Regions from separate parts of the Mus musculus genome. Here region 1 is linked to region 2. The links are chromatin contacts, called in public Hi-C maps. All regions are on one chromosome and are shown on one strand. Each heading gives the region's core, a stretch centred on a gene start, on an enhancer-like site or on the middle of the called end of the contact. The rest is flanking DNA. Distances are from core to core; before and after follow the strand shown.

Region 1 (4,937 bases), core at 2,210-4,709, 190 kb after region 2:
AGAGCCAATGATCTAAAAGGCTGTGGTTAGGCCATTGTTGAGAGCTAGGTTATAGTTAATTGTGTAAATCTATGGAATCCTTTTTTCTCTTTGATTCTGTTAAATTGACATGGAATCTATGAACATGAGGCTATATTGTGTGTCTTCATAGCAAAAGAAAATCTAAGACAGTGTCAAATATTATTTAATACTAAAAATATTCTCTAACAGAATTCTTCTAATGTAGCAGGACATGGTGGTGCATGCCTTGTAACACTATTCATTGTAAAGCAGAGGAGTTCAAGCCTTTTTGAATTAGGGTGATTTATTTCTTAAAGAGCATAAAAAATGACAAGAATTTATGTAGCAATTAAATACTTCCTGTCTACAAATCTCATCTGACTTGCCACTGCAATCTCTTCTCCACACACATAAGTGGACACAGTTCAGATTGTCTCCAGAGAGCTAGGTGTCAAGGCACACCCAAGCAAACCCAGCATTTGGAAGGTTCAGCTATGAGGATCAGGAGTTCAAGACCATGGTGGAGGGGAAGACACAGTCTCTTTCTGATGGTATCTCCAAAGAATGAACTGGGGAAATTTAGACAACAGCTGTCAGAGGAGGTGAGCAATGACCAGAAATCTCTAGCTTATTTACAAAGAAATACAGTTGTAATTCAGTGAAAATGAGTTTACTTATTGATAGGGTTTTCTAAGCCAGCCTCAGCTGACAGAGACAATTGGCTGGAAAACAGACACAGGTCACTGTAGGGAGGGCTCAGTGCTCAGGGCTGTTTGGGTTCCTCCCTTGATCACGTTGTTGTGATGAAAGACATATACCCGAACACAGTCAGAGAGATCAGTTGCAGAGTGACAAGCCAGAAGGTTTTCGAGTCACATGGGAGAGGGGAAAACTGGAACAATTACTCTATGGCACATTTGAATACAAGGCAGCTCTCCTTTAAAGAAAAGCACAGGGAATAATTTCACATGTCTGTGTGTGGTGACTCTCTGATGAACTCATCACATGCTCAAATTGTCCCTGACCTGAGAGTCAGGATAACACACGACATGTTCCTATGACCCCCCCCCCCCAAGTCCCACAGGCCCCTCAGGGTCACATCTTCATATAGCTTTGACAGGAGTCTCTATATCCTAGTCATTGCCTTGACTGGGATCTAGCAAAAACTGAGCTGAGGAAACCTGACAGGAGATGGAGCAGGTAATGTCAGCTTTAGCACTTCCATAGGCTCTGTCTGTTCTATCACAAATCCCAGGGCATCAGGCCTCACAGTACTTACTGTTGGCCTGAGCATAGATTACTCCATATTTTATCTTTGGAAAGAAAACATTTTATGAGAGGACCGTGAGCTCCTGATTCATAAAGATCCAGTGGAGTCCCCTAGCTCTTATCTCAGAGAAGTTTCCAGATGTATAAGTGTAGACCCAGGGAAGCATGTGAAAACAGAATGCAAGACTGTATGTTAAGAGGACCAACTGTCCTCCTGGATGTTTGTTACCACTGGGGACCTTCTCCACAATCTCTGCTGGGAGTGAGGCTTGTATTACCTCCATCATTAGAATAATGAATCCATCAACCATTTCATTTACAATACAGTAAATCTCCACACACAGGCCCCAGCAGTAAGCCCCTATATGTGCAAACCACTTTCCTCTTGTGGGGCAGGTCATACCAATAGCTCAGGCTTGAAATCCCTGGGAGACTGGAACTCAGAGCCTGCCCCTTTCTTACTTTACTCCTCCTCTTCCATGACAGAAACATCACCACATCTTGGATAACCACAGCTTTAAGAAGAAGGGCAAGAACAATTGCCTTGATGGGGGACAATGGCTGATGTTCCCATTCCTCTGCCAGCTGACACTGAGCTCATCAGTAAGGATCCCAGGGTCCAGCACTTCAGGGTGACATCACCTGCAGTTCTGTCCTATGTGTCTTTGGGTAAGTCTAATGAGAAAAACTGGAAGGTTCAGTCATTTTACATTCTGGGATAGAGGAAGGTACAGACTCTACAGAGCAGCTTCAACTCCCCATCTGGATACTCTATTCCTTGAAGCATTTCTGAATTATCATGAGCCAGCACAGAGGAGGAGGCTGCAGGTCTTTCTCTATGAAAACAGATGGCTGGTCCTGGGTGGGTGATTCAGAGACTCAGTCACCCTAGAGTCAGAACTTGAAGGGAATTATGTCTGGTCAGAGATCAGGCCTTAGAGATGTCATGGTTCACCCTGGGATGCACATTGAAATGAAAGGCTGGGTGGCAGGCAGGCTAGTAGACATTTACTTAGTGTAATGGTGAACCCTTTGGTGAGTCCTTCTCATACTGAAACTGAAACCCCTGGAGCCCTCATCCCCCTTCGATGAAAGACAGAATCAAGGTTATCACAGGGTTCCTCTTATCTGTGAGCAGAGACCTCTCCTACAGAGTTTTCAGCTTTGTGTGGAGCATCTCCATGCACTTGGGTGGAACTCTCTATCTACTTTCCTCCTGGTAACTAACTCTTCAGTTGTATGCCAATCACCACAGTCTCTCTGGTACCTGAGCATCTGAGCAGTGTTGCTTTCTTCAGTGTAGGAGCTTATGCTCTTCTTCAGGGTGAGCTCTCTGTGACTAGGGCAGTCACACTCATAGCACCTTAAGGAAAAAACCCTTTTGTGGGCAATTCACGGCCATGCACATTCTTCAGAGTATGATATCCTAGTCCTGCCATTGAGGTCAGAATTGCTGCCTGCCAGTGCCACACACACAAAGTCATACTTGCCTCCACACCATTAAGCCTTTTCAACCCTTAACTGCAGCTAAAACCCAGTGAGGTCTCAAGTCCCTCCAGGTTCCAGTGTATGGGTCAATTTGATGGAGCCTTACCCTTAAGTAGTGGAAATGGGTGACTTTGGTCTGTCTGTGGGAAGATGGAGGGGTCCTGACTTCTGAACTCAGATCACTCACCTGAAGAGCTTTAGGGTATAGAAGCTGAGAAATTTTCTCAGTTTTTCTTTGGAACACCTTGTGACTTTCAGGACACTCTGAGTCTTTCCCCACCAATATATGCCCCTCCTTATTCATGAAGGACCTCAGTGGCTCAGTCCTGTTTCTGTGGAATTCCACAAACTGAATTCTGCCTTCATAACATCTACATGAGGCCAACACTTGACAAGAGAGTATAGACATACTGCAGTGATTGTAAGCCTGGGGATATTGTGTGGTAAGACCCCATTCTTTTCCCAGAACACCATTGTTGAGGCTTGGACCAGGAGGAGAACAGGAGGCTCTGGGCATGACTGAGAAGAGAACTCAGTAGGTGCCCCCAAAAAGTGGAGCAGGAAGGATGTGGTAGGGCAAATCGAGACATAGCTTCTCTGATGACTCATCCTCAATCCTTCCTGCAGTCTCATGACCCCACACTGCTGGCTTCAGGGTCATTGTCCCTGCAATTTGAGGAGCTGAGTGGACATGATGGAGGGCACATGATGTCATGGTCCTCATCCTGTGTGATAGGCAGAGTGTGAGTCCCCAGTGACAATGACAGTGTCTTTAGCTTGAGTTGTAGAAAGGTTAATTCATGGGAACAGCATTTCCAGAGCCCTGCTTCCTTAATTAACCCAGCGCTTAGGCCTAGTATCCTGGGAGCACTGTGTGTGGATGAGTGGCTTTTCCTGGTTCCTTGCCTTCTGCTTCTATTCACAATATCCTCTGGCTCCAATCCCAGATGCAGGTATCATAGACAGAATCAAAGTAGGCATGGGGAAGTGAGGACTATGTGTACTCCTGGTCCTTGATCCTGGGGTCCCTGTACTCTTATTCATTGTGCCACAATGTCATGTTGCTTTCTTGACTGGTCCAGGCCTTCTGTGCAAAGTCTTGGCTTCCTGGAACACAAGGATCTAAGGGAGATAAAGGGGATGAGAGTTGGCTGCTCTGTCAGAGGTCATGGAGACTGTCTTCAGAGGGCCTAGATTAGAAGTAGCATGAACTGAGAATGATAAAGTGATACTAGCAGGGCTCTCATGACCCTGAGCCCAGACATCTGCTCACTATCCCCCATGACACCAGCAGGATCCCTCCATTAACCTCCAACCTTAGGTATAGCACAGTTTTCCTCAAATGCAGGGTAGACTAAAAGACAGAGACTCTCTACCCTGTGAATTCAATGATCATAATCCACAGTTCTTTGTGAGGAGCCAGGCATCCTGCTCCTTGTCCCCAGCTTGGGTCTTATGCAGATGTAGACTCACCTTGTCACATCCATGACCACACACCCATTGTTCCTTGGTTCTGATGTGGTATTGGTGCCTAATTGTGGTGCCCAAGTTTGGTGTTGTGGCATGGGGCAGCTCCCTTGGCTGGGTAGCTGTGGCCTGGGCATGACTTGGAGATAGGAAGCAGCTGGAATGCTGGATGAGGAGGACTTCCTGTTCCTGAGATGTCCCCTCCCTTCTGACTACCTCACAGTGTAAGATCTTCTGTGCCTCAGATTTCTTCGCTTACCCAAAACTTGGTGCTGTACCCCATGTATGCAGGGGACTCTAGAACTGGTCAAGGTCTCTTGTCTTGAAGTAAGTAGGATGTCCCTCTTGTATTCACGAAAGGGACAATCCCCGCTATATTCCTGCTCCAGGTCTACCTTTAGCAGCCACAGCCTGCTCCTGAGATTTAGTCCTCAGTAACTGTTGGGGAGTCTGTCATCAGCCTGGCCCTGTTCCAGGCTCTGGGATCCAGCAAAAGAAAGTAGACAAAATTGTGTTCTTGGGTTTGGAGAGTTGAATTTGTGGCTACTATAGCTTGTTGAGATAGCAGTGTTCCCAGGTTCAGTTCCAAGCACTTGTGGGTGGCTCACAAACACCTGTTGCTCCAGCTCCAGGGATATCCAGTATGTCAGGTGTTATTGTGTACATCCTCATGCATATATTGACATACATATAAAAAAGAATAAAAATTAATC
Region 2 (4,808 bases), core at 1,175-3,674:
ACGTTTGGCATGGATAGCACACAGATTGGTATCTTCAAAAAGGCCAACCAGATAGGCCTCACTTGCCTCCTGCAAAGCACCAATAGCTGCACTCTGGAAGCTCAGATCTGTTTTGAAGTCCTGAGCAATTTCTGCACCAGACACTGAAAAGGGAGCTTGCGGATCAGAAGTTCAGTGGACTTCTGATAGCATCGGATTTCATAGAGTGCCACAGTACCAGGCCTGTAACGATGAGGTTTCTTCACTCCTCTGGTAGAGGGCGCACTTTTGTGAGCTTGTGAGCTTTTGTTGTTTCCAGGGTGCTTTACCACCTGTGATTTGCGGTCAGCTAGCAAGATGCAGCACTGGCATTGGAGAGCACCGGATGGGGCCGCAGCGAAGGCTGCAAATACAATTACAAATCTTATTTCTTCATTTCCTTCCTCCTTCCCATTCTTCTTTCCCTTCCTATAATAAGACCCAAAACTCTGGCGTTTTAAATTTTATTACTTTCACTGTGAGTCTGTGTGTGTGTGTGTGTGTGTGTGTGTGTGTGTGTCTGTCTGTCTGTCTGTCTGTCTGTCTGTCTGTCTGTCGTGTACCTGTCCATCTTCTTCCCCAGCACAGATGAGGAGGTCAGAGGGAACCTTGCAGAACCAGGTTCTCTCCTTCCACTGTGTTTGTCTCAGGGATGGCATTGGTGGCAATTGCTTCCCCCACTGAGCCACTGACCTTGTCTTCCAAGCTCCATGGATGTTTTTCTTTAGAACTGGAGGAATTGTCCTTCAAGCACCAGAGACCAGGTTCTAGGTTTACCTAGGACACCTGCTTATAGGATGAGGTTTAATTAGTTAATCCCACTAAAAGTGACTGTTGGTTGAGGCTATTCTAAGATGATCTAGGGAGAGGTCAGGGTCTTCTTGTCCTCCCACATTGGCATTCCCTAGAGAATGGAGGTATACCTGCCCAACTCAGCATCAGGAATCCCAACCGTAGTTCAGCTCAGTGAGCAACGGAAAATTTGAAAAAGCCGCCAGGCCTCCAGTACCTTCTATCTTAAAACCTAAAACCACAAGCACAAGTTAGAAGAAGTGAGTATAAGTTACAAAACTTTATGGGAGACAGGACGAAGAGATGAGCTCTCCAATATTTGGCTACTATTTTGGCTCAGACGACAAATGTCATTGGATGGTGTCTAATGAGGCTGACTCATATCAGGACTGCTCCAGTGACACTACATACTAAACAATCACTTATAGACTGCCCATTTCATTTCGTGCAGCACGGGGCAAGTGATCTGCAGTAATCCCTGGGTCCTGTTATCCAGAGCTGTTCTAGAGCAGGTTGGAAGGATCTAGTGTTCACCATGAGCCAGAGTCTCTTCTTCTTGGTAAGCAGATCTGGGGGTCTATGTCAGGTGGGAAAGCCTGGAAGAGGTGGTTTGGGGAGGGGACAGGTCAAATTCCCACATGACTGAGTTCTCATTATTTAGAGACTCAGAATAGAATGGAAGGCCTGAGCTGGGTCCTGGGAATGTTGAGTCCTGGTGGAGATCAACATTTTTTTTTTCTGTAATCACCATTGAGTGGCAGAGCTCTGCTTTCATACCCTTGTGTTTTCTTGTCCTGGAAATCTGAGCCTCATTTCAGGACCCTCAATTTCTATATAGAAGACACTATGAAGCACCCTTAGTAAAGTGGGTGGTCTTCTTAGGCCAATTTTCAATTGTATTGTGCTGCATGAGAGACCTTGTGGGGTTTGATTCTATGCAATCCATATTGAGTGATCATGGTGGCCTCCACAGTCCCTCTGATAAGCAGACTCCTGTTCCTTCCTTGCCTATACTAGGCTGTTGGTGTAAGGAGGCTGGTGAGCATGCCCCTAGCAAGAGCGGGTGGGGAGCATCAGGGCTTGCAGCTGCCCAGGGACAGACTCCTGAGCAGGGCAGCAGCTGACAGCCCAGGTTGACAGTGAGGTGACAAATCAGGACTGTCAGCCAGCGATCACCCAGAAAGAGAAATCATAAGCTGAAAAGAAGAATACATTCATCTTGGGACACCATCTGCAGCTGAAAATGGGGAATGGACTGTCAGTCCAGACTTCCATCCTGTCCATATTGAGTGATCATGGTGACCTCCACTGTCCCTCTGGTAAAGCAGACTCCTGCTCCCTCCTTCTCCATACTCAGCTGTTACTTTAAGAGCTTCCTTCTCTGGGCGCCTCGCCACCTAGGGAGGCTGGCTAGTGTGCCCCTAACTAGGTTTAGCACTAGGTTTAGGCTGGTGCGCCACAGCTCTTCTGCCCCTCCCTCCCTCTGTCCCTTCCCCCTTCAGACCTAGCTGCTGCAGGGGGAGGACTTCTAGGCAGCAGCTGACAGTAGACAGTAGGGGCAGAAAGTGAAATAGGCAGAGGCTGACAGTAGACGCTCCTCCCTCCCTCTGTCCCCCCCCCCCCCCCCAGTCAGACCTCACTGCTGCAAAGGGAGGACTTCTAGGCAGTGGCTGACAGTAGACAGCAGAGGGTGGAAAGTGAAATCGAGTAGCTCTCTCACCCAGAAAAGGAAATTCTCAACAGATAAGAAGAAAGCATTCAGTTTGGTAAACCATTTGCAGCTAGAACTTGGGTATGAACCAGCCTGCCACCTTTTGGTCCTTTCCCACTGGTTTGGACTGTGCTGGAAAGACAACAATTTTATGCAGGCTGCAGTTCAACGACTTTGTAAATACCATGCCTACAAAAGGATTTAACACTGAGAAAACTAAGGTAACCTTGGGCAATTCTCAAACAGTCACTTTTCACTTCCGGATGTAGTCACTTTTCACTTTCTGAGCAAGAGAAATTAAGACCACTGTGATAGTTATATACCCCATGCATAGATGACATTGTGTTTGTGGTGGACTCTGTCGGTGTAGCAAACAGAAGAAGCCCAAACTGAACTTTATAAAATAACAAAGATATCAGAAAACCAGGGAGTCCCTGTACTTTTAGTTGCTACCCACCTGGTCTATCAGAGATTGAGACTTGTTACCAATAGGTGAATTGACCTCATGCACTCTTGGCATTGGCAGCCCACCTGTGCAATCATAGGAGGTGGGCTAAAGGAAGGACTTGAGAAAATACATGATATGATAATTAAAAGAAGAAAAATATTGCGGCAACAGAAAGAAAAGATTGGATTGGTGTGGAATAGATTTTCCTTGGTCTGATTTCTGACAAGTTGAAGAGTGTCTACAGCCTGGTTTTCCTGTCTGTCCTCACTGAGGCAATTAAAGCTTTGTGTTGTTGAACAGTCAGATACCCAACTCTGTTGCCTTGTGTCATGAGTAAATACAATGCTTCTTAAAGTGGTCTCTTCTCGCTGATTCACAAATCCTTTGGTACTACCATTGTGGGGAGCTAAAAAAGGCTAGTAATTGACCAGAATACAATTTTGTGGAAATTTGACCTGAAGTTAGGGAAATAAAACTTTGAAGAGAAAAAAAAAAGTGCTTGCTTCCTTCTCTGAAGCAAGGGATGCTTTCCTAACTCTGACTTTTCTTTCTGCCCTTAGGACATCTCTCCCTTGAGGCTGAAACTTCTTTGGGTCTCTTCTAGTCCTAGGCTTTGGGGGATTGCCCCCATCCTGGTCACCACAGGAGTGTTGGGAGCTGCAGCTCTCTGTCTGTGCTGGGTAGGTAACCCTGTTAGCATTTCTTTCATGTCTATGGGAGAAAAAGGAAAGGAATAGGAGCATGCTGTATAATGGTGTATAATGTATATTATTATACAGTGTATAATAGTGGTGAAGGGTATGCGGGGTGGAAGAGTTGACCTCTAGATGAATTCTCATGCATTTTGTCACTGAAGGCTTACAAATGAGTCCTGACAGAGTCAAGAGGCTGCTCAGTGCCTCCTCACCCCCTTTTTTTCAAATATGACTTTTTTTGATTTGTAAGATTAGTTCATTATTTATTTATTTATCATCATCATTTTTGATTTTATCGAGACAGGGTTTCTCTGTGTAGCCCTGGCTGTCCTGGAACTCACTCTGTAGACCAGGCTAGCCTCGAACTCAGAAATTCACCTGCTTCTGCCTCCCAAGTGCTGGGATTAAAGGCGTGCAACACCACTGCCCGGCTAGATTTGTTTATTTTATGTATATGTATATTTATTTTATCTATATGAATACACTGTTTTCATGCACACCAAAGAGGGCATAGGGTCCCATTACAGGTGGTTGTGAACGACCAGGTGGTTGCTGGGAGTTGAATTCAGGAATTCTGTAAGAACAGCTGCCAGGTGTGGTGGAGCGCGCCTTTAATCCCAGCACTTGGGAAGCAGAAGCAGGTGGATTTCTGAGTTTGAGGCCAGCCTGGTCTACAGAGACAGCATCCGGCCGCACTGGAGTACGAGTCGGGGAACGGTCTCAGAGGTCCCCGAGAGGCCGGGGGGAGGGGAGGGCGGCGGGGGTGGAGGATCTTACTCACACGCGAGCCCCGGGACGCACAATCCACAGACGACGGGTCCCCCACCCCCCACCCCGTCCAGGGAAGCCGGGACACAACGGGTCAGCAAGGCCCTCTCCCTCCCCGAACTGGCAACCCCGGGGGGTGACTCGCGTCGGCACACGAAAGCCGCGGCGTCCCGCGGGCCGGCGCCTGAGCGGGTACCGCCCGGGCGAGGACACAGAGATGAAGAAAAGCCAAGGCGGCCACGGGCCCCGACCGCCCCTAGCGGCCGCGTGCGGCGCAAAGACGCCCACAGAGGGAGGGAGGAATGCCTAGTCAGTGTTCTTAACCACTGAGCCATTTCTCCAGCCCTGTCTTTGGTTTTCTTGCTGAGAGCCACCT

What was found. A called contact is a pair of places that touch in the nucleus more often than the background predicts.
Region 1: a Hi-C map of CD8 T cells shows a contact between it and region 2, with 5 times the contacts expected there. The contact joins two enhancer-like sites. A contact is called at or near these places in 3 of 484 Hi-C or Micro-C datasets (CD8 T cells and embryonic stem cells) and 1 of 9 other capture datasets (embryonic stem cells).

The regions. Positions count from the first base shown.
Region 1 is chr17:36,412,237-36,417,173 of GRCm38.p6, forward strand. No RefSeq gene overlaps it. Among named protein-coding and RNA genes, the nearest start is that of H2-M10.3, 46 kb to the left of the region's middle. Within about 2 kb of position 3,460, at least 11 of the 459 cell types and tissues checked have an H3K27ac peak or open chromatin away from gene starts, as enhancers often do. A contact at or near this core is called in CD8 T cells, where this site is marked.
Region 2 is chr17:36,226,872-36,231,679 of GRCm38.p6, forward strand. It overlaps the pseudogene Gm18604. Among named protein-coding and RNA genes, the nearest start is that of Rpp21, 29 kb to the right of the region's middle. Within about 2 kb of position 2,425, at least 10 of the 459 cell types and tissues checked have an H3K27ac peak or open chromatin away from gene starts, as enhancers often do. A contact at or near this core is called in CD8 T cells, where this site is marked.